Regions from separate parts of the Mus musculus genome. Here all the other regions are linked to region 7. Evidence: chromatin contacts called from public ChIA-PET and HiChIP or PLAC-seq data. All regions are on one chromosome and are shown on one strand. Each heading gives the region's core, a stretch centred on a gene start, on an enhancer-like site or on the middle of the called end of the contact. The rest is flanking DNA. Distances are from core to core; before and after follow the strand shown.

Region 1 (3,181 bases), core at 638-3,137, 330 kb before region 7:
TTTAATTGGGGCTGGCTTACAGGTTCAGAGGTTCAGTCCATTATCATCAAGGTGGGAGCATGGCAGTATCCAGGCAGGCCTGGCACAGGAGGAGCTGAGAGTTCTATGTCTTCATCCAAAGGCTTCGAGTGGAAGACTGACTTCCAGGGAACTAGGGTGAGGATCTTATACCCACACCCACAGTGACACACCCATTCCAACCAGGTCATACCTATTCCAACAAGGCCACACCTTCAGATGGTGCCACTCCCTGGTCCAAGGATATACAAACCATCACAGTTTGGTTTTTGTTTTTTTGAGAGACAGGGCTTCACCCTGTATTCTTGACCAAGAGACCGAGCTCAAAAGAGCGAACACGTGGAAGCAGGAAGTGCAATTGGATTTTTTCCTAGCTCAGGTGATAGCTGTCTTTTCTGACCTCCTCGAGCACTGGGCATACACATGGTGCACATATGTACATGCAGGCAAAACACTCAAACACATAATAATAAAGTATTCTAAAAAAAAAGTAAATAGTTGTAAGAAGTCAATCAAGCCAGGCAGCCATGGCGCACACCTTTAATCCCAGCACCAGAAGGCAGAAGCAAGTGGATCTCAGAGTTCAAGACCAGCCTGATCTACATAGAGTTCAGGTATATAAAGAACCCCCTCCCCACAAAAAATGGGGGGTAGGTCAATCAAAGGGTTAGGCATTGTTAGCATTTTGTTTAAGCTCCACCCCACAGTTACCTGGCAACAGCCAGGTGTGCCTGACTCACTATAAAAGGGGCTGCTTGCCCCTCCTCTCTCTCTCTCTTTCTCTCTCTCTCTGTCTCTGTCTCTCTCTTTCTCTCTCTCTCTCTCCACTCTTTCTTTCCATGAGCTGATGGCCAGCCTCTACTTCTCCCTCTCTCTCTCTCTCTCCTAACTCTCAGCTCCTCTTCCCATGCCCTGAATAAACTATTCTATACTATACTGTCCTGTGGCTAGTCCCTGGGGGTGGGGGGAAGGGATGCCTCAGCATGAGCCCGCGGTGGCATTCCCTAACCCCACACCTTACCACACATCCACCAAACACATTTCCTCTCCTTATCTTTTTATAAACACAACAGGCATGGTGACACATGCCTTTAATCCTAGTTTCACTTAGACAATAGAAGCCAAGGGATCTCTTGTGAGTTCTAGGCCAGTCTCAAAAAAAGAAGAAAAAAAAGAAGCATAGGGTGTCTGTCCCAGGAGAGCCAGGCGCAGTGGGAGAAGGTTCTCTCATCACCCCACCAGCATCTATAGTAGTGCCAGAGCACAGAGCAGGTGCAGAGTAAACCCATCCTGGATGTAAGAGTGCTACAGAAGGGATGTGGAAGAACTCTCCTGCACATGTGCTATAAGCATGTTTACATGTTCATGTGTTTATGCACATGTGTGTGTGCACATGTAGAGTTCAGAGGAGAACTTGTCGGTGCCCTATTAAATGGGTCCAAGGATTCAAACTCAGGTGGGCAGGCATGGTGGCAAGTGCCTTTACCTGCCGAGGGGTCTCTCTGGCCCTGTTTACTAGTTGTCTGAAGTCTCTATAAAGTGCTAATTACATAAGGCAGTGACTAGCAGCTTGGAAATCTAAGAATTCAAGGAAAGGCTATATCAGCTACTTCAGCCTTAAAACAAAGTCGGCGACTCTTTGAACTTTGAAATTGTGCCTATGCAGCTTATTTCGTTTTAGTTTAAACAGAGGGGTTTTCCATGGGGTAAGCATTAATGAGAAGAAATTGGAGGACACACAGGAAAGAGTCAAGGACTCTAGGTAACTCAACTCCTTTGGGGTATCAGCCGCCATAAAGGGGAAGGTGGGGCTTGTTTCAGAACTACAACATCCATAAGGCACAGGAAGGGACATCAGGGTTTCCGGTCAGATCCGTTTCCGGTCTTTCGGAGGCTGACGTTGTTTTCCGGTTGTCTGTGGCCCAGGGAGGCGTTTGGGGTGCTCACGGTGAGTCTGGGAGACGCAAGAGCGCTGGGGTCCCCGCTGACCCCGCCTGGCCGGCAGCGCGGTACACACTGCTGTGGCTTGGGCTCGCGGCTGCGGACCTGGCGGCGGGGCTGGAGTGTGGCGCCGCACAGGCTGCCTGGCTGGCAGTGTTTCCCATGCTTGGGTCGATTGCTCACTTTGCTTTTTTCCAAAGATGAGGCTGCTGGCGGTTGTGGTGTTGGCTCTGTTAGCCGTCAGTCAAGCAGAAGAAGGAGCCAGGCTTTTGGCCTCCAAATCATTGCTCAACAGATACGCTGTGGAAGGGAGGGACCTGACCCTGCAGTATAACATCTACAACGTCGGCTCCAGGTAACGGCCTAGAGTTCGCCAGCTTCCTTCTGAATTCCGAGTTTCCACGTGGGCATAGAGAACGTTTTGTTGGGGAGTGAATTCTCTTTTGGAGTCCTCCAGTATCGAGTGCAGTGTGTGAGTGAGTGAATGAATGAATGAATGAATATACTAGAGGGCTTACCTTTGTCGGGTGCTTTTTGAAGGTGAAGACATCCTTAGGTGAATTACAAGAAACCACTTTGGGGTCTCAGAAGGCTTTCAAAGGCAGGGATAAATTCAGCTTGTGAAAAAGGAAATGCAGACACAGAGTGTACATCTGTCCTCTTACCTCGGGTGCGGACTCCCAGCTTTCTTCTTTCACTTACAATCACTTTTTTTGTTGTTTGTTGTTTTTCAAGGCCGAGTTTCTTAACTGGCTGTCGAAGAGTCCACTCTTAGACCAGGCTGGCCTCAAACTCACAGACATCTGTCTGTCTCTCACACTGCTTCCCGAGTGCTGGGATTAAAGGCATGGGCCACCACTGCTGGCTCCTATGAGCACTTTTTTGTTGTTCTTTCCTTTTATATATTTTTCCATTTATATCTTACTTCCCCTGTCTAGAATTAGAGCAAGATTACCTTTGGCAATTCACTTCTGAGCAACAGAATCCAGGCCTTGATCTGGATTCTTCAAAACAGGCCCAACTTACTATGGGGGTTTCTTTTGACCAGCAGGTGGATTTTCCAGTCAGTTCCCTTAGTTTTATGTCCCTCACTCTTATTTACTATATGTAAGTACACTATAGCTGTCTTCAGACACTCCAGAAGAGGGCATCAGATTTCATTACAGATGGTTGTGAGCTACCATGTGGTTGCTGGGATTTGAACTCAGGACCTTCGGCAGAG
Region 2 (3,011 bases), core at 440-2,939, 410 kb before region 7:
TCTACAACATAGAAGAAAAGACCACAGACACAGAGCGAAATGGAAGTACAGGGAGCAAGAGCCCAAACTTCCAGGCTTTGGAAAGCCTTTTTAGAAAGTAGGTGGAGCCAAGTAGGGTGGGGTAGGGTGGGGTAGGGATGGGTGCAATGGGAGTGGCCTGAGGCTCCCTAACGGCTGGATTTCAAAAATGTCATTGTATTCCAGAGGTTTAGTAAGATCAAGACATCAACAGTTCAGAGGATGGGCCAGAGTAAAGTCTGGCTTGACTAGAAAAATGAAAGTGGCTCGCTGGCTGAGCAAGGAAAGGACAGAGCTTCCAAAACCCTTAAGTCACCAAACAGAGAGGGCCCAGACTGGGGTGTCCCCGACTCAGGCATAACAGAATTTCCAGAGCCATTAGCTTCTGTGCCCGGTCTCCCTCCCCACCCTCCCTTGCATTCCTCGACCAGGGAGGCCAAGGGCTGTGGGAGCTGCGGGGGAGCAGATCTCCTGGTGTGCTTCTGGTGGGCCTGAGAGTCTAGGAAAAGCTCCAGACATTCTCAGCTCCTAGAAAGAACCAGGAGAAGGCCGTGCTTACACAGCCATGGGAGAAAGGGGCTATGCAGCCTTGGTAACTCCATTACAGTACCACTGGACAAATGTCAGTGTGGGCGCTATGTCTTAGTGGACATCATGTGTTCAGAGCCACGTTGGGCAAGATTGGCAAAGTGCCAAACCTACCAAGAAAGTTCTAATAAAACCCTTTCACCCATTCTGATGTGTCCCGGGCGGCGTTCGGGAGTTCCAAGACCTGGTAGAGCCTGTTCTACCTTCCTCAAGCCCATCCCCCAAGCTCCAAATGACTGAAAAATCCCACCTTGACAGCATAGGCCCTGTCACCAACGCTACTTGGTCTCAATGCCCCCACCACTCTTTATATCCCCCACCCTCTCACAGAGACCCCCTCCCTTCTATGTCCTATCATGTCTATTACCCTTGGCACTGCCAGTCACCCGCGGGAGGCAGTTCCGGGGAGGGAGGGGACTAGATGGCCAGTTACAGGCGACTGCTGCCTCCCTGGTGCCGGCCGGCCGGGCCTCACTCACCGAGCCTTCAGCTCCTTGAACTCCTCACGCACTTTGCTCAGCTCTAGCTGGAGGCGGGCGCGCTCCTTGGCCACAGAATCAAGGGTCTTGCGGGCATCCCCCAGCTCGGCCTCGTAGGCCGCCTTGATGCCGGACACCTCTCGGCTGACCACCTCTTCAGACTCAGTGATGCGAAGGCGCAGCCCCGCGTTCTCGGTCTCCAGGGAACGCACGCGATCGATGTACACGGCCAGGCGGTCATTGAGCTCCTGCAGGTCCTCCTTCTCCTGCAGCCGGGTGATCCGAGTGGGCGACAGTGGGGTAGAGCTGGCCTGCGCCCCACTGCGGGTGGCGCGCCGCTGTGACGGGGTCTCCATGGCCGGCAGGGTGACAGTGCTGCCCGCTGGGCAGGGGTCCCGAGAAGGGCGCGGGACTTGGACAGAAGGACAGAGGCTGCTCAGGGGGACAGCGAGCCGGCGAAGCTCGCTCCTGGCAGGCGTGGAGATCTGGGCTGGGCGCTGGCGCACCTCGGGATCTGGGTTGGCTGGTGTTGAGGCTGAGGCAGCGTTCCCGCGAACACTGAGTCACTGACAGCCAGGCAGAGGCTCTAATAGGCCCTCCTCTACAGGGGGTGGATCCACTGCTCTTAAAGGAGCCATCCTGTACCCAAAGGGGCGGGGGCAGGTATGGTGAGGAGGAGCCAGCATGCCAACCCTCACTCTGCAGAACACCCCTTTCTGGCCTGGGGCTTCACAATGTTGGTTCCTGCCTACTCAACTCTAAGCTTGCCTTTGGCCTTCTGGAGTAAAGAGCAGAGCCAAAGAATTTGAGTGGGTGGGCAAAGGGTAGTGGTGAGGGACCAGGGGAAGTAGGTGCAAAGTGAGGGAGAGGATCAGGCATCCCCAGAGAGCCAAGGAAGTTGGGGGGAGGGCTGAAGCTGCTGCCCATCAGTGACTCACCCCACTTCCACCACTGGCTCCCCTTTCCTCAGTAGTAATAGTGAGTCACCTCTCCCCCGCGCACAGAAGCGGCCAATCCAGGAGAGTGGAATGGCAAAGGAATGGCTGTGTTTTTAGGTAACTGAGGGATTACTTTATGCCCTCAAATTTGGGGGCAAAGATCAAGGACCTCGGGAAAAAACAAAAAACAAAACCCAAACCTATGCACTTCCCTTATATTTTTGGCTTTAAAACCAAACATTGGGTTTTAGATCTAAGAAATAAGCCTCAGTCCCCAAGAGAAGGCCAAGAATAGAAGCCAGAAGTTGGCCCCGCCCACTCCCCCCTCCCCTTTCATTTGGACCTAGACAGCTGGAAAAAGGGGCTGCTGAAATCCCTCGTTTCAGCCCCTTTCTTCAGCTCACTCCACCCAACCAAATCCAAGACTGTACTTATTTTTTTCCAGGACTGTACTTATTTTAATGGATAATTTAAAACAGATACCAGAGCTGTGCTGTGCGTGCATTCAGCACATGGCCAGGACACCAGGTTCCAGATTTTTGTGGCTTCGAGAAGGGCCTGAAAAGAGGAACGGGGTCAGAGGGTTGTTAATGCAGGGTCTCCATCCTGGTTCCATCTTAAACGGTGTGAGCAAGAACAGCAAAGCTACCCCCTCCTCAGCCACTGCATGCCTGTCTAGCCAGTTCTGGGTGGGCCCTGACTAGATGATCTCCCAATACAGTAACCTGGTCCCCTGGTTCCATGTCCCGGGGTCTCCAGCCTCCATCAAAGACTCCCGATCAGCTGTCTAATCCTCTCCTGTAACCCTAGCCTAAGCCTTACTGGCCCTGGCATCCCCTTCTGCCATGTTCCTTCCCCTTTTGCCATGTGCTTTCCCCTGTCCATTGCTGATTAGCTTGCAGTTCCTGCAGGTCCAGGCAGTGGGCTTGAGTTGGGACTCTTAAGAGATTTTGTTGTTGCTGCTGCTTTTTTTGTTTTTTTTTGTTTT
Region 3 (3,066 bases), core at 411-2,910, 320 kb after region 7:
GCGCGCGCTTGCTCTTTAAATACTCAGACTGAGAGGCGCAGAGCCATCGCCATGGTGACGGGTGTCCCAGCAACCGAATTGAATGGCTGTTGCCTGGCAATCCTGGGAGTTGGGGTTTGGTGCCGCCCACCTAAATACTTGTGGGCGAACTGACGTAGGGCGGCTCCACTCCGCCCGGAGCAGGCCTGACAAAGCCTCTCAGAGGCGGGACACACGGCGGGAGCGTGGGACCCACGCCTCCGTTCCTGCACCTCCGAAATGTTTTTAAAGTATTAGTTTCCGTCTTGTATTCGTTGGGACTAAGAACTGTTTGCCTACTACAGTTGTAACTGCTCCTGCTGGTTTACTCCGCAACCTCCGCTTGCGGGATCCGGCCTGGCATCCTCAGTCCGCGCTACTGTGAACCCAAAGCCCTCCCCAAATTCAACTGTTTCTGCCCTTCAGAACACCTTTCGTTTCTCCCTAAACACACACACAAACACACGGGTTTGCCTTGTTTCGAGTGCTTGTTCGCCCCAAATATTCCTTTCCCAGATACATCTCAACGTTCTCATGTTCCACGATCGGCCCACCTACTTAATCTCTTCCTCCTCAATATCTAGCTACCTAGACATAACCCGTCCTACACCCCACCCCCCACCATTCAATGTCATCACACAACTTGATGCCCCCCCTTCCAGATACCTTGGGGCTCCAACCACTTTTACCCTACCCGCAAACACCATCCCCAGAAGTCTAGTAGCCCAATTAATGACCCTTGCTTCTCCCCTACAGTGTGCATTCTTTCCTATCTGTCCGAGGCATTGATTCTTTTCGCCAAGGCACAATTAACTTCCTTAAGTTAATCTGTCTCAACTTGGGCTGTGCTGCCAAACTATCGGCTGGTGCGAGTACGCCGCGCGACGCTCGCGGTGACCACTAGAGGGCAGGCGTTTCCGGATAGAAGGGCCGGTCAACCTGCCACTCAAGGTGGAGGGTTGGGTAGGAAGGACCTTAGGCTTCAGTGGAGCCCAAGTTTAGTCCTTTTTAAGTGGAAATTTCCCCCACCGCCTTTCTCGGGAGAAAGCCAAAGAGAGACCCAGGCTACTGGAAAGTCTGGCAGGGGCGGGGATTGTGGTTTTCAGAGTACCGGGAACGGCTAGAAGGGCGGGGCTGTTCCGGGAAGTGGCGGGGGGGGGGGGGGTTCGGGGAGGGAGACTAAAACTAGCGACCTGTCCACTATTATCCAGCCCCCTTATGTCCTCTCAACTTGTGAGAAGTGGTGTTCAAGGACCCGCAGAGAGAATAGGAAAAGGGATCGGGGGACCTAGGGATGGACTTCCCATGTCTTGCTGTCCAGGGCCTTTCTGTGTTTCCTTTCCTCTTCTTGGCGGTCACTCTGGGACTAAAACCAGAGCCAGGGGGCCCCAGGTTTCCTCCACATACACACCTGGGGTAGTCAAGGAGCGGTTGGTAAAAGTGGGAGGCCAGATGGAGAAAAAACAGGTTGTCATAAGGTTGAGTGATTGGAGCCCAAGTACCCTACACAGGAATGACTGGGGGGGAGGAGGAGGAAAAGAATAGGGGAGGGGGCGGAGTTTTGTTACCTGTCACCTGCTCTGACTGTGCCTAGGGCGGGAGGGGGACTGGTATAAAGCAGCAGGCACCAGCCCTGTTCCACCTCACACACGGAGCGCCAGCCTTGAGTTTGTTTTCTAGCCCCTTCCCGCCTGTTCACCACCACCATGACCCCGGGCATTCGGGCTCCTTTCTTCCTGCTGCTACTTCTAGCAAGTCTAAAAGGTGAGAGGCGCAAGGTGGGGAGGGGCTGCGCTGTTCAGGTGGGACTCCCAGTCTTTCTGTGGAGTTTGCTTACTGGTAGATTATGAGAGTCATAAATGGCCATCCATACAGGTATGGCCCAGTATGTGCCAGGGGGGAAAAGAGGCTAAGGAAGGAGGCTGAGAAGAGGTGACCCCTCAGGAGAGTGGGCACTATAGTAGGCAAATAATACTCTTTGTGGGGAGTAGAGAAGAGAGGCTGTGTCAGGAGAAGTAGCTCCGGAGTGGAAGAATGGGGCCGTGTGCAGTGGTTCCAGTCTATAGTTCCCACACCCTGGACGCTCAGGTTCACAGAGAGTTCAAGGCCAGCTTAGGCTACAGTATGAATACTTGTCTCAAGTAGAGGAATAAATGAGCCAGAAGCAGAGGTGAGACCTCTGCTTAGGGAGGGAGGCTGTCAGGATGAAGGCAAACCAGGGGCTACCTGATGCTAACATGATCCCCCTTCCTTCCCCGGTTACTTTGTTTTCAGAGTTTATATTTTTCTTCTTGCTCTGATTTTTATTCATCAACCCAGTAGGTTTTTTTTTTGTTGTTGTTGTTGTTTTGTTTTTTTTTTCTTCAACTTTGGCTCTAGCCGGAACTAAAACATCACACATGTTATCCAAAGCGACCCAGTGTCCAACTCTGTTGATTAGTGCTGCGCTGCTGTGAGCATAAAAACAGTTTACCCCTAATCTTCCACTCTGGTTCAGGTTTTCTTGCCCTTCCAAGTGAGGAAAACAGTGTCACCTCATCTCAGGACACCAGCAGTTCCTTAGCATCGACTACCACTCCAGTCCACAGCAGCAACTCAGACCCAGCCACCAGACCTCCAGGGGACTCCACCAGCTCTCCAGTCCAGAGTAGCACCTCTTCTCCAGCCACCAGAGCTCCTGAAGACTCTACCAGTACTGCAGTCCTCAGTGGCACCTCCTCCCCAGCCACCACAGCTCCAGTGAACTCCGCCAGCTCTCCAGTAGCCCATGGTGACACCTCTTCCCCAGCCACTAGCCTTTCAAAAGACTCCAACAGCTCTCCAGTAGTCCACAGTGGCACCTCTTCAGCTCCGGCCACCACAGCTCCAGTGGATTCCACCAGCTCTCCAGTAGTCCACGGTGGTACCTCGTCCCCAGCCACCAGCCCTCCAGGGGACTCCACCAGCTCTCCAGACCATAGTAGCACCTCTTCTCCAGCCACCAGAGCTCCCGAAGACTCTACCAGTACTGCAGTCCTCAGTGGCACCTCCTCCCCAGCCACCACAGCT
Region 4 (3,221 bases), core at 447-2,946, 350 kb after region 7:
CTTTGAGGAAATAAGGGTTTGGTTTGTTTCTCTTTTATTTTACATGGATGGGTGTTTTGCCTGCATGTATGTCTGAGTATGTGTCTGGTGCCTCGGGAAGTCATAAAGTGTTGTCAGACGCTCTGAAACTGGAGTTACAGATGGTTAAGGACATCATGTGGGTGCTGGGAATGGAGCTCAGAGGATCCTCTAGAAGAGCTGCCAGAGCTCTTAACTGCTGAGCCATTTCTCCAGCCCCTCTGGATTCCCTTTTGACATACCAAAGTAAACTAAATTTCCAATCCAGCTACAAAGCTTTGAACAATGGGTCTTTGAACATTTGTTAATTTTTATTTTATGTGCACTGGTGTTTAGCCTGCACGTGAGTCTGTGTGAGGTCTTGGAGTTACAGTCTACTTCTGTCCCCGCTTTGTGATTTCCAAGTGGACCCTCAATCCACTCAGACTAGATTTTTTTCCCTTTAAATCAGGGCCTTCCTTATGTAGTTCATGTTGGCCTTGAACTTGGAGCAGCCCTGCCTCCTGAGCCTTGGGATCATGTGGATGTCCTCAGGACTTTTTCACTCCTCATTTACTCGTTTTTCCAACAACAGAATTGCTTTAAGGAAGGTTTGGTAACACACACATTTAATTCTAGCACTGGGAAAGCAGAGGCAGGAGTAACAAGGGTTCAGGGCCATCCTCAGCTACATCCCATGCTCTAGGCCAGCCTGGAATACATTACATTAGACTCTGTCTCAAAACAAAACGAATACCAACCAGGCTGGAAACAGCTCAGCTGTTAAGTGTGCTTGCTGCTCTTCCAGAGGACCTGAGTTTGGTTCCTAGCTCCAGTGTCAGACAGCTCACAACTACCTGTAACTCCAGCTTTTCTGGCTTCTGCAGGCACCTAAATGTATCCAGTATACGCTCAGATAGACACACATATGCACACATAAATAAAGATTTAAAACCCAAACAAACCAAAAATCAAGCCAAAGAAAACCCCCTTGTTTTATTTAAACTGTTATTGCTACCTAAAGGCAACCAACCCCTTTTTATTAAAAAAAAATTTTTTTTTTATTTTATGCACATTGATGTTTCACCTGCGTGTATGTCTGTGTGAGGGTGTCAGATTCTCTGGAACTGGAGTTACAGGCAGCTGTGAGCTGTCATGTGGGTGCTGAGAATTGAACTAGGATCTTCTGATAGAGCAGCCAGTGCTCTTAACTGCTGAGCCACCTCTCCATCCCCTAGCAACCAACCCTTTATCATATCCTGTAATGGTCATGGTCTTCTTTCTTCTTCTGTTGAATTGCCCTGGAATCACAGGTATATGGGCCTGTGATTTGCAGTTCAATTTGACATGACCAGCCTATTTCTTCAAGACAGGATCTCAGACTGGAGTTCAAGTTTATTCCGGGTACTCTGTAAAATCCTGTTTCAAAATATAAAAGGGCTCAGTGGTTGAGAACTTGCCTAGCAGGTGTGAGGCGGCCTGTTCATGTTTGCTGATTGATGGGTGTGTTGGAAGAATGCTTGAATAATTGAATGAGTGGGCTTTCTGCACTGGAGAATCTAGTTTAAGGGGGGCGATGTAACATTCCCATCTTAACGCAGCGTTTCGGGGTATCCTCCGATTGTCCACAAGTTCCAGCCGGTATCGATGTGGGTCTCCAGAACAAAACGGCAAAAACTCTTCTGAACTCAGATTTTCGAAGAGCAGTGTATAACCAACCTGGATCTGAGCGCGGCCGAAATTGTCCTAAGAACTACAGTTCCCAGAAGGCAGCCCGGAAAAAGGGCGGTAGTAGAAAGGGACTTCCGGATGCTGATGCGGGCCTTGTCAGCGCGGCACACGGAGGTACGCTTAGGTGGCGGGCAGAGTGGAAAGACGGAAATGGGTGGCGGAGACTGGGAATAAATGTCAGATGCAGAGCGGGGATCGGTAGAAAGAACCCTTAGCTTTGATTTTTCTCCCTGCAGCCAACATGACGAAGTTAACACAGTGGCTTTGGGGACTGGCTCTCCTGGGCTCTGCCTGGGCTGCCCTGACCATGGGAGCACTGGGCTTGGAGTTGCCTTTCCCCTGCCGAGAGGTCCTGTGGCCACTGCCTGCCTACCTGTTGGTCTCCGCTGGCTGCTATGCCCTGGGCACGGTGGGCTATCGCGTAGCTACATTTCACGACTGCGAGGACGCTGCCCGAGAGCTGCAGAGCCAGATCGTGGAGGCCCGAGCTGATTTAGCACGCAGGGGGCTGCGCTTCTGACACCTAAACCCATTCCAGTCTGGACATCTTTCCTCATTCCGCATTAAAATGCAGTTTTATTTTCTAATCTTGTGTAGTTTTGAGTATGGAGGATAGCGGTGGGGTGGGGGGTGGGATGGGGATTCTATATACTAGAGGTCAAGAGGTGAGGGGGCAGGAGAACCACCTTACCAGGCCTTACTTAGCTTTGCATTTTGATGGTGTTCTGTTCCCTTCTCAAGATTTTTTTTCTGTTTGAAATAGGATGCCATGTACCCTAGACTGGCCTTGACCCCAGCCATATGGCTGTGGATTATCTCGATTCTAACGTCTCTAATTACAGGCTAAACCCACCATGACTAGACTAGTTTATGTCATGCTGGGCTTCAAACTTGGAAGTCCACAACTGAACTATATCCCCAAAACAGGTTTGTTTACTTGTGTATATGGTTTTAATATATATGGTTTTAATAAGTAGTTCAACCTGGCTTACAACCAACCCTGTCGTGCTACCCAGGCTGCCCTCAACCTGTGGTCCTCCCGCTTCAGCTTCAACCTTGGAAGTGCTGCGAGGCTTCCCATACAAGGCTGCGCAGGAAGCATGGGTCCCTAACTTCCTTCCATTCTTCACAGCTTTCAAGTTGGTTGTTTTTTTGTTTTGTTTGTTTGTTTTTTGAGACAGAGTTTCTCCATGCAGTCCTGACTGTCCTGGAACTCACTCTGTAGACCAGGCTGGCCTCGAACTCAGAAATCCGCCTACCTCTGCCTCCCAAGTGTTGGGATTAAAGGCGTGTGTCACCACTGCCAGGTTTCTTTTCTTTTTAAAAGGACTTCCTGGATCTTTCTAACTTCTAGTTGTTTTTTGTTTTTTAAAGATTTATTGCCGGGTATACAGGGTGAGTTCCAGGACAGCTAGGGCCACACGGAGAAACCCTGTCTTGAAAAACAAAAAAACAACAAAAAATATTTATGTTATGTGTGTGAGTACACTGTA
Region 5 (3,246 bases), core at 241-2,740, 290 kb before region 7:
TGGGAAAGTCCTTTCTGCCTCATCTGGCCAGCCTGAACTGGACATTGTTTCTTTTTCCCTGGCCTTTACTATATAAGGACCCTGAACAGGAGAATGGGCACAAAAGGTGAGGGAGTTCCTAGGCAGGAGATAGGTCAGAGGAGCAGAGTGGGAGGGGAGCAGAGCCGGGGTGAGGAGCTGAGGAGCCCAACCAGCACAGCGGGTGGATGAGGCAGCCGAGCCCAAATTAGAGACTGAGGCTAAAATTGGCACTCTAGGAGTGCAGGGCTGGGCTGGAAACCTGCAGCCCTAACACCACCCTCCCTGCCCCGCTACCGAGAAGAACAGAGCAGAAGCTGGTGACAGTGGCTGGGCCTCATCTCCCTCCCTCTTTCTTTTTTCTTTCTTTCTTTTTTTTTTCGGTGTTTTGAGACAGGGTTTCTCTGTGTAGCCCTGGCTGTCCTGGAACTCACTCTGTAGACCAGGCTGGCCTTGAACTCAGAAATCTCCCTGCCTCTGTGCAACACCACGCCTAGCCATCTCCCTCCCTCATTACCACACACTTTTGGGACTAGATTAGGTAGTACCCTAAATTTTTACAAAACTTTGCCCCAGGGTGCTCAGGTTTTTACAGAGAAATCGGAGACCTTGATAGGTGGAAACGGAGCAGACTGGAGAATTTCCCCAGTGGCAGGAAACTCAGGTTGACTCAAAGGGTCCAGAGAAATGAAAACCCACCCACACTCCTCAGCAAGCTCAAACGTTTCCAGACAGGGCCAAGTTGTTTCTATAGTCTCCTGTGGCAGAGAAAACTGGTGTCAGGACACAAGGAAGGATTTCCTCAGCTAGCCTCAGGAAAGGTGGAGCCTTCTCACCTTCACTGCCAAAGTAATTGGCAGAGGTGGGGCTGAGAAGGATGGTCAGAGTGTGGTCCACAAGGCCCAGAGGGGTGAGAAGCTGGGCGGGGGGTGGGGGGGGGTGAGGGGAAAACCCTCTCTTGTGGACTCCTAGCTTTTGGAAAGGAGTCCCCTTCTTCACTCTTTTGGGGGAGTGAAGCCTGTTAACGATGAAGCTTCTAGTTCCCCTTTCATTGCCCCCTCCCTCTTGTCATACCAGTCCAACATTGTAAAAGCGGTCTGTGTACTCAAGCCTGTTTGATGAGTGAGCCCTTATGGCTAGGTCTCCCAGTTACCGATAAGGTGATAGAATCCCCTTAGGGTCTTTAAAGAGTGAAGTTACCCGGAATGGGCGCCGGTGTTTTTCAAGGACAGCCGAGCTAAGGGAGGTCGCTGAGGTCAGAGAGTGTTCCTAAGCGCTAAAGGGAAAAGGGATCCTCGAACCTGTCCCAAGGACCCCTGTCCAGCAGACTGCAGCGATACTAACCCCGGCGTCCCGTCCGGTGCGCGGGTACCCCGCCCTGCCTCCGCTCCGCCTCTCCCCTTCCTGAGCTCGGGTGGGGGAGGAGACTAGGGTTTGAGGAACTGGTGCTGGGTGCAGGGGCGAGGGGACTCAGACTTCCTGTCCCCGAGGCCGACGCGTGCGGCCGGACCCCTCCCCCGCCGTTGCTGGACACCCGGGGCCGCCGCGTCCTCCCGCGGCTCACGCTGGATTATGTCTCGGATCGAATCCCTCACTCGCGCGCGGATCGACCGGAGCAAGGAGCAGGCAACCAAGGTGGGCTGGCTCTGCGACCGGGCGCCCTGCCGACCTCTGGGCCTCCGCCCCGCGTCCCGCGTCCCCCCGCCCGCTCTGGGGCGCCCGAGTCCGCGCGCAGCGGCCGGACGGGGTGGGTGGGGCTGCGAGCGCGTGAGGAGGGGGCTGGAGGACCGCAACGTGACCCGCGTCTCCAGCACCCGCGCAGCTTCTGTGCGGGGATCTAGGAGAGCTGAGCTGGGTTACCAGTGGTTCGGCGGGACCGAGTGTTTTGGGCCGCTCGGAAGAAAGTTGCTCCGGTAAGGGATCGAGCGGGAAAGAGGGGCGAGCGTGTCGGGTTCCTAGGGACGACGCTCTTGGGCACCCCTTTCCGCACCCCAGTTCCGGGGGTTGCTTGCGGCCGTGCCCGCTAGCGCCGGCTCGGTCGTTCCCCCTTTGTCCCCACCAGCGGGTGGAGGGGGCCGGAGGGGGTGTTTTCCAAGCTCCCTCCCCCACCTTCCCGCCCCTCCAAGACAAAAGTCAGCTCCTCCTCTTCTTGCGGATGGACTTTCCAGCTGTGATTCAGTTCTTGCCTGGGGTAGGCGGGTGGCTAGGGGTCAAGACAGCAAGCGGCCGCCCATTTTCTCCGCCAGGCCAAACCGATCCATCAGGTGAAGCAAGCTGCCTTTGTGTCGCTGGGATGCCTTCTCACATCCTGAGCGTCTCGGTGCCAGGACCCAGAGTAGTTCCCACCCTTATCTGTTTCATCAGCTTCCAGGCTCCTGGTTCTCCAGCCGCCTCGGTTAACCCAGTTCCCCCACTCCCCTCAGCCATATTTCGATTATCGCCTCGGCTTGGGGGCCCTTCACCTGTCATCTGGAGTCTGGCTGTGTAATTATCAGCACACTCTGCAATACGACCTCTCCAGCACGCCTTTACAAGTGTCCTTTATTCCTGTCTTTGTATTCAGACGCCCTCCCAAATGCCATGACTTTCCTCACCTCAGCTCACAGGAAGTGGTGAAGCCGAGGAGGACTTGTAGATGAATAAGTGAAGCCAGGGGGGCCTGGTTCAGGCGGACGGCGCCTCCCTGTACCTCAGGACACTCACATTATAAGGCTCTCTCGGAAAGCAAAGGCAGGAAGGGCTTTAATCTTAATCCCTGTCCTTAGCGAGAGCGTAATGACCCTCCCGCAGCCAGCCAACCAAGCAGATCATTTTCAGGCTGGAAAGCCACTCTGCGAATGGAAAGCTGCCCTCTCCCTTCCTCCAAGGTTCCAGGCTTTAGCTACTTGCTTTACTGCTACACTGGGAGAAGGTCGGTAGGGGTGGAGAGCCTCGGGGGCGGGAAGCTCAGTTTGAGGCTTTTTGTAGGGTTTCGGGATGGGAGTCTGCTCACCGGAAGAAAGCTAGCAGGGCTCTGAGCAGCTCCAGGGTGAGGTGACTGAGTGTGAATTGTGGGGTGGCAGACAGGCTCTTAACAAACCCTAGCGACAGGCCAGGCCCCAGCTCCCAGAGTCTGTTTATTTTTTCAACCGTTTGAGCGAGACCCTGGAGTAAAGCCAGGGTGGGTGGGGGGAACTTTTTGAAAGCACGGAAATTTGGTTCCACCCTAAAAAGGAAAGCCACTGGGGG
Region 6 (3,124 bases), core at 582-3,081, 460 kb before region 7:
AAAATGGAAACAATACTGCCTAGATTGGCTTCTCCTGAACTCTGAAGAGAGCTCATTGTACTTCCCCTTGAAACGCAGGCTTGTTTGTGCCTGCACTCCCATCCCACCCAGAGATGCCGCTCTATCCACCGACTGCTACATCTCCTTTACCATTTTGCCTCAGAAGGATGCTAAACTACATCCGTGAACAGAAGTAACTTACTTCTGTGTGTGTGTGTGTGTGTGTGTGTGTGTGTGGGTGGGTGGGTGTGTGGTATATGTGGCACTTCCCCTGGGGCATTTCCTGGAACTAAAGGTGTCAGTAACCGAACAGCCTCCTCAAGAAACCACCGAGGCTGGGTGAGCTGCTAGGATCCCTTCTGATGCCCAGTCTCCTGGACAGGATCTGGCCCGGTGTGACCTCTGCAGTTGGCTTGGGCCCTCCAGCTCCTCAGACAATCTAGAGCGAGCTTTAGCTTTCCAGCTCCTGGTACTGAAAAAGCAGTCAGGAGTTTAAGGCTCCTTGCTTAGTGACTGACATTTGAGGGAAAGAAAAACCACTGAGTTGGCAGAAAAGGGTCACAGTGACCCTTCCTTCCCTTACAGATCAACTTGTGCCTCAGGTGGCCTCTTCTTCTCCCAGCCCCTCCCAGGCTCCCTGGCATCTCTGTTTCTTCGTGCCATTTCGTCCCCTCTGGCACACCCTTCTCCTTCCTCAGCCCCTTCATCTCTATGGTGCCATCCATACCTCCCAGGTACTAGACACTTACCAGCATGGTATTTGACTCTGGGCATGGGCCCCTGACCACCAGTCCCAGAAGCAGGTGGCAGTGATGGCAGCAGGAAGAGTTGGAAGAAAAAAACACGCAGGAGACTCCATGAGTCCTGGCCCAGGGATGGTAGGGCCATGGTCAGCCTGAGATGGTCACCAGATGGTTCTGAGGAAACAGGCACTTTCTGGGTTAGCCATGCTTACCACACCCTTCCTGAGGGCCAATAGGAGAGCCCCAGGGGGCAGAAGTTCCTCTCTGGAAGGGCCCTCAGAGTCTCACTTCCATCCATCCCCAGCCTTGAAGGTGCCTCCTGCTGCCCTCTGCATAGGGTGCTGCTGTGGCCCACGCTGTGCCTCTGGTCACCTAACCATTAAAAAAACTACCTTGCCATTTCTCACCTGACTCACAGAAAAATTCCTTTCCACTTTGCCCCCTCAGCATCTCCTGGCCCCGTGCTCCAGAGCTCTGATCATCTCTGGCCCTGGGCAAAGGTCTTCTAGGGAACTAGTTCCTGTATGCAAAAGGTAGATTTCCCCAGGCTGGCCTGTGCTGTGACACCTTATGCCCGCTACTCACCCCAACCCAGGCAGACAGCCTACCCTCTCCTCAGCCCCCAGGGGCTCTGACTCTTGCTTAATCGGGCCCATCTAGCCTTCTTCTTAGGGATAGGGGCGTGCCAGTTTATCTACCACTGTGGTGGGGCTGCCCTCTGTATTTCCTGGGAGTGGCCTGGGCAGGAGTCCTTGGCAGACTCTCAACTTCTCCAGCCCCCCTGTCTGCCTCCCCAGAGCTCCGCAATCAGCCTCCCCCATGGCCACTGAATGCAGGTTCACACCCCTCCCCCGCCCCCGCCTCATCTCACATACCCTTGAGCCAGCCACACTGAGAAGTCCTGTGTTCAAACCCTGAATCAGGGTGCCATCCGAGGCAAAGAAGGGGGTCCAGGCAAGGCAAGCAGGCTCAGCCTGGCTGGAACGGGCGCGCGGCCCTCCAGGCACCCATCCTGCCAGAGCCAGTGTGGGTTTCAGGCCAGGGAAACCAGAATTTCTACCTCGAGTTGTGACAGATCCTGGCTGGCTTGGGCGGAAGTTGGTGGATCAGGGCGGGGAGACTGGTGGAGTGTGGGAGTGGGGGTGAGGCTTGAAGGCCTTGCAGGAGACACACCTCCCTCCCTCCTTAGTCTATCCAGAAATTAAGAGTTCCTTCCCGGCCAGTTCAGTGATGCCCTTGTTTCTCCCGCACACCACTTCCAGTCTAACCAGCCCAAGCTGCAGACTCCTCTTGCTCAAGAGAGCTCGGTATGACACCGTCTCTCTCCTATTCCTTCTCTCTCTGACCCCATTGTGGGGTTCCCCCACTGCCACATACTGAGACCTCCCGACCTCCCACACCCAGTAGGACCACATTCTTGAAAGATAACACGTTTAAAGCTGGCATGGTGGCGAGGCATACCTTTAATCCCAGTACTCGGGAGGCAGAGGCAGGCAGATCTCTGAGTTCGAGGCCAGCCTGATCTACAGAGTGTGCTCCAGGTCATCCAGGGCTATACAGAGAAACCCCGTATCAAAAAAATAAAAAATAAATAAAAATCCTACATTTGTATTAGTTTTTTGGTTTTTCCCTATGACTTTGCTGAGGAAGCCCTAGTAATTTGACGTCTCAGTGGGAAATTGGAGAAATTCCCCATTTGAACGCGTGCTTCTTGGGATACGCTTTGGAGCTGAAGCACCCAGCTGGCATGGTGGCTGGTTCCTCCTCCCCAAAGGTTCCAGGAAGACCTCATAACGCAGGGTTAATGAGTAACCAAGGGCTCCTAGGCCAATAAAGAGTGGTTGGGCTGCTGCCCACTCTCCCGGGTCAGCTGACTTCAGGTTAAAGAGCACAGTGACCCAAGCTGGTCTACCTCCAGGACATACCCTATCTTCACTGTAAACACCATCCTCACTGCCAGGATGGTCCCCACTGTAGGCTGTCCTCCACCCTTCCAGTTACAGCTCCTAGACGGAAAGCATTCCTCGGTAGAGCCTGCTTGGCCTTCCCTTCATGCTTTCCCCTCTGCTTCCGTTCTCCAGTGTGGCCCAGGAGCTGGGCTCACACAGACCCTCCTGATGGCTTCATCTGTCAAAGCTTGCTAAGACCCGCCCCCCCCCAAGCTCTCCGTTCACTGTGAGGACTTTGCCAATCTCCCTGTGCTGACACAAACTTCTGAGTCTCCTTGACCTCTAGATCAGGCTTGGGAAGCCACCACCTCAGGGCCTCTCTTTGGAGACAGATTGGCCTATCTGGGTCACAGGGAGGAGCTGTGACCAGAGGAGCAGCTCCAATGCCATCCTTCTTTACTCTCTTCCTGTCCCTGGGCGTCCTCAGGAGAC
Region 7 (3,256 bases), core at 6-2,505:
GTCATCACCTCTGCACTCAGAAGGCCCTGGAGGTTTGGGTTCTTTGGTTGGGCGTCATCTCTGTGTGTGCTGAGCTTCCCCTGCCTGAAAGAGTAAGAGTAAGCAGAGTTCTCCAGCCGTCTATGTACACACAGTGGGCCATGCTCACAGGAGCGGTACTTACCACGCTACTGCAGCCTCTAGCTGTCGGTCTCTGTAGAGGTTACCTTCTTCTTTTAGAGTGTTCAGACTACCTGCCCAGAAATGAAAGGCAAGGTTAAACCTAGGGGGTCATGTGATCAAGACTAAACTGATCACCTGTCAGGGAATATGGTGTGGCAGTTCCTCTCTACCTAGATGAGGTGTCCCTTTGTAGCCCTGAGTAGTTTCCAACAATACAGACAAATTGGTTTTGAACTCAGAGCTTCTACCTGCCTTGGCTGGGATTAAGGGCGTGCCCAACTACATGGCACTTGGATATACATTAGATGGGACAGGGAATATGGAATCCATCCTTCTCTCAAAAGCTGTGGTCCAGCCGGGCAGTGGTGGTTTACGCCTTTAATCCCAGCACTAGGGAGGCAGAGGCAGGCGGATTTCTGAGTTCGAGGCCAGCCTGGTCTACAAAGTGAGTTCCAGGACAGCCAGGGCTATACAGAGAAACCCTGTCTCGAAAACAAACAAACAAAAAAACAAAACAAGCTGTGGTCCGTCTGTAGGTGTGAGTGCAAGCAGCTTAACATTATACTGACAATTCCAGAGCCAGATCCTGAAGTAAACTTGCCTTTTCGACATCGTCGGGGGTTGTGCCCGATCCGGTATCTGAAGTGAACTGATGCTAGGGCCCTCGCACGCCACACGGGAAAACTTGGCTGAGCCCACCATCGCCTCACCTTTCAGATCCATTAGGATGAGTCGAGGCGTATAGGTTTCCTGGCCATGCAGTGTCCGGCCTGTTCTGTACAAGACGTCGGGGCACAGCTCGCCTGGCGACTCTTCGTCCTCGGCCATGCGTCCCAGCGCAGCATCCTGTAGGGGTCACAGGGCTGAGCGGAGGGGGAAGAGGGGCAGGGCCGGTACTGTCTGCGGGGAACGCCGGGCTGCCGCTAGGTGCCTGACCTGCTGGTTCCACCAGTGCGCCCCCACGAAACCCGCGAAATGTCCCAACTGCAGCGTGAGCACCTCGCGGGCCCCGCCCGCCATACCGCCGCTGCTCTTGGGCACTCCACTGCCGCCGCGGGCCCATCAGCCGGAGGGGGCGGCTCCCGCGCGAGCACGTGCTTTCCCGTTGGCCTCCCGATTCGTTGGTCTCCGAGGCCGCAGCTCACGCCCCGCCTCTTCCTCTTCTTGGAATGTAGGAAGCTGCCGCGATCGGCTGTTGTCTCTCCGTTCCTTCTGCGCCTCAGACTGTGGCGGGTCTGGCCAAGGTCATGGAAGGTTCTCTCACCTGCTTCTGTCTCTCTTCGCGCAGATGCCCCTCTCCTGTAGCTAATAATTCACGCGAGGGGATAAAAAAAATCTGAGGGGGAATTCGACTCCTCTGGATCCTCCCACTCACTTCCTTTTCCCATCTCTAATGTCCCAGCCCTGCTAAACCAGTGGGCTGGCCCCATGGTTCGGTTTCTGTTAGGTTCTGGGGAAGATTGTAGTCCCTTTCTCGCGTGTTCATGTAGTTTGATTGTACTTAAGTGCTCTTTTCATTTATTCTTTGACTTGGTTCGTTATTTTTATCTTTTTGAGATGGATTCTCAGTATGTAACCCCTGGCTGGCCTGAAATGACTGTGTAAAGCAGGCTGGCTTCAAACTCAAAAGAAATCAAGCCTCCACTTCCGGAGTGCTGGAATCAAAGGCCGTGCCACTGATAAGGTTGGGAACAGTCTTTTGTTTGCTTGTTTGTTTGTCTTGAGACAGGGTTTCTTTGTATAGCCCTGGCTGTCCTGGAACTCACTTTGTAGACCAGGCTGGCCTCAAACTCAGACATCTGTCTGCCTCTGCCTCCCAAGTGCTGGGATTAAAGACGTGTGCCACCATACCCGGCTGTGGGAACAGTCTTTTATGTTTTTATAAACGTTTGGCTATCCAATTTGTAGAGCGTTTCCAAGCCGCATGTGATGGCTGGAACCTGTAAGCCCTCCTAGGATGCGGAGAGAGATTATTCATCCTTGGCTCCGAAGCAAGTTGAAGGCTCACCTGACTGCATGAGACCATATCTAAGTTACAAAACAAACAAAACAAATTACTATTCCAAATGGCTTGCTCTGTTTCTTTTGGACCATCTAGTATTCACTTATGAATAAAATAAATGGGTCCAGGCAAAATCCTCGATGGGTTAAGGGGAGCTTGGGAGCTGCCAAGCCTGCAGACCAGAGTTCTAACCTGAGCACCCACAGGGTAGTACGGAACCAAATCCCTAGCTGTGTACATTATTCTGAACATAAGCACATTGCTAGTAAAATACTTAGAAAAATGCATCATATAGAACAGTATTTTAAAGAATGACTGCCTTTTAATTTTGAGATTTTTTTTTAGATTTATTTCTTTTTTTAAGATTTATTTATTATTATAAGTAAGTACACTGTCGCTGTCTTCAGAGACACTAGAAGAGGGCATCAGATCTCATTACAGGTGGTTGTGAGCCACCACGTGGTTGCTGGGATTTGAATTCAGGACCTCTGGAAGAGCAATGAGTGCTCTTAACCTCTGAGCCATCTCTCCAGCCCCTCTTTTCTTTCTTTCTTTTTTTATTTTTCGAGACAGGGTTTCTCTGTGTAGCCCTGGCTGTCCTGGAACTCACTTTGTAGACCAGGCTGGCTTCGAACTCAGCAATCCGCCTGCCTCTGCCTCCCAAGTGCTGGGATTAAAGGTGTGCGCCACTACTCTGGGCCCTGTTTATTTCTTATGTGAGTACACTGTCCCTCTCTTCAGACACACCAGAAGAGGGCATACATGTGTTCCAGATGGTTGTGAGCCACCATGTGGTTGCTGGGAATTGAACTCAGGACCTCTGGATTAGCAGTCAGTGCTCTTAACCGCTAAGCCATCTCTCCAGCCCTGAGGTGATCATTTTTAAAATCTTTGTGTGTGTGTGTGTGTGGGGTGTGTACTTGGCACAGCATGTTTATAAGTCAGAAGACAAGTTGAGGGATTTGGCTCTGCACTACCATGCAGGTACTCGGGCTCCGGTCTGTCGGCTTGGCAACAAGCTCCATTTTCACTGGAGGACTTAGAAACCAGCATTCATTTATTGGGTCTGGAGAGGCTCAGTGGTTAAGCACA

Evidence for each region. ChIA-PET counts read pairs in DNA pulled down with a chosen protein or histone mark. HiChIP or PLAC-seq counts read pairs in DNA pulled down with a chosen protein or histone mark.
Region 1: an H3K4me3 HiChIP or PLAC-seq map of bone marrow-derived macrophages shows a contact between it and region 7, with 3 times the contacts expected there. The contact joins the promoter of Ssr2 here to the promoter of Msto1 in region 7. A contact is called at or near these places in 4 of 39 promoter capture datasets (cranial neural crest, hippocampal neurons, liver and 1 more), 1 of 484 Hi-C or Micro-C datasets (B cells), 5 of 115 datasets of contacts at active chromatin or transcription factors (astrocytes, bone marrow-derived macrophages, embryonic stem cells and 1 more) and 2 of 9 other capture datasets (adipose tissue and macrophages).
Region 2: a contact with region 7 is called in an HNF4G HiChIP or PLAC-seq map of pancreatic cancer cells. The contact joins the promoter of Lmna here to the promoter of Msto1 in region 7. A contact is called at or near these places in 1 of 39 promoter capture datasets (liver) and 1 of 115 datasets of contacts at active chromatin or transcription factors (pancreatic cancer cells).
Region 3: a FOXA1 HiChIP or PLAC-seq map of pancreatic cancer cells shows a contact between it and region 7. The contact joins the promoter of Muc1 here to the promoter of Msto1 in region 7. A contact is called at or near these places in 9 of 39 promoter capture datasets (3T3-L1-derived adipocytes, the HPC-7 cell line, HPC-7-derived erythroid cells and 6 more), 2 of 484 Hi-C or Micro-C datasets (the C2C12 cell line and bone marrow-derived macrophages), 3 of 115 datasets of contacts at active chromatin or transcription factors (large pre-B cells, memory CD8 T cells and pancreatic cancer cells) and 2 of 9 other capture datasets (adipose tissue and liver).
Region 4: an H3K4me3 HiChIP or PLAC-seq map of bone marrow-derived macrophages shows a contact between it and region 7, with 2.9 times the contacts expected there. The contact joins the promoter of Dpm3 here to the promoter of Msto1 in region 7. A contact is called at or near these places in 1 of 39 promoter capture datasets (erythroid cells) and 3 of 115 datasets of contacts at active chromatin or transcription factors (bone marrow-derived macrophages, memory CD8 T cells and pancreatic cancer cells).
Region 5: an RNA polymerase II ChIA-PET map of memory CD8 T cells shows a contact between it and region 7, with 109 read pairs. The contact joins the promoter of Arhgef2 here to the promoter of Msto1 in region 7. A contact is called at or near these places in 3 of 39 promoter capture datasets (cranial neural crest, frontonasal cranial neural crest and neural stem cells), 12 of 115 datasets of contacts at active chromatin or transcription factors (the 230-238 cell line, the SCID.adh cell line, craniofacial prominence and 9 more) and 3 of 9 other capture datasets (adipose tissue, liver and pancreatic islet).
Region 6: a contact with region 7 is called in an RNA polymerase II ChIA-PET map of memory CD8 T cells, with 73 read pairs. The contact joins the promoter of Sema4a here to the promoter of Msto1 in region 7. A contact is called at or near these places in 2 of 115 datasets of contacts at active chromatin or transcription factors (memory CD8 T cells and pancreatic cancer cells).

The regions. Positions count from the first base shown.
Region 1 is chr3:88,577,721-88,580,901 of GRCm38.p6, forward strand. Ssr2 (signal sequence receptor, beta) reads left to right here and starts at 1,888. Exons shown (of 6, transcript NM_001356317.1): 1 at 1,888-1,966; 2 at 2,160-2,314. The coding sequence starts at 2,160.
Region 2 is chr3:88,501,663-88,504,673 of GRCm38.p6, forward strand. Lmna (lamin A) reads right to left here and starts at 1,690. Exons shown (of 12, transcript NM_001002011.3): 1 at 1,086-1,690. The coding sequence starts at 1,441.
Region 3 is chr3:89,227,396-89,230,461 of GRCm38.p6, forward strand. It overlaps Muc1 (mucin 1, transmembrane), which reads left to right and starts at 1,661. Exons shown (of 7, transcript NM_013605.2): 1 at 1,661-1,782; 2 at 2,516-3,066. The coding sequence starts at 1,725.
Region 4 is chr3:89,264,765-89,267,985 of GRCm38.p6, forward strand. Dpm3 (dolichyl-phosphate mannosyltransferase polypeptide 3) reads left to right here and starts at 1,697. Exons shown (of 2, transcript NM_026767.4): 1 at 1,697-1,842; 2 at 1,965-2,315. The coding sequence starts at 1,970. The coding sequence ends at 2,248.
Region 5 is chr3:88,619,669-88,622,914 of GRCm38.p6, forward strand. Arhgef2 (rho/rac guanine nucleotide exchange factor (GEF) 2) reads left to right here and starts at 1,491. Exons shown (of 22, transcript NM_008487.4): 1 at 1,491-1,653. The coding sequence starts at 1,591. Gm20652 (a long non-coding RNA gene) reads right to left here and starts at 1,437. Exons shown (of 2, transcript XR_375820.2): 1 at 1,363-1,437.
Region 6 is chr3:88,453,930-88,457,053 of GRCm38.p6, forward strand. It overlaps Sema4a (sema domain, immunoglobulin domain (Ig), transmembrane domain (TM) and short cytoplasmic domain, (semaphorin) 4A), which reads right to left and starts at 1,832. Exons shown (of 15, transcript NM_013658.3): 1 at 1,619-1,832; 2 at 750-917. The coding sequence starts at 888.
Region 7 is chr3:88,912,695-88,915,950 of GRCm38.p6, forward strand. It overlaps Msto1 (misato 1, mitochondrial distribution and morphology regulator), which reads right to left and starts at 1,256. Exons shown (of 14, transcript NM_144898.2): 1 at 1,099-1,256; 2 at 873-1,008; 3 at 164-233; 4 at 9-84. The coding sequence starts at 1,182.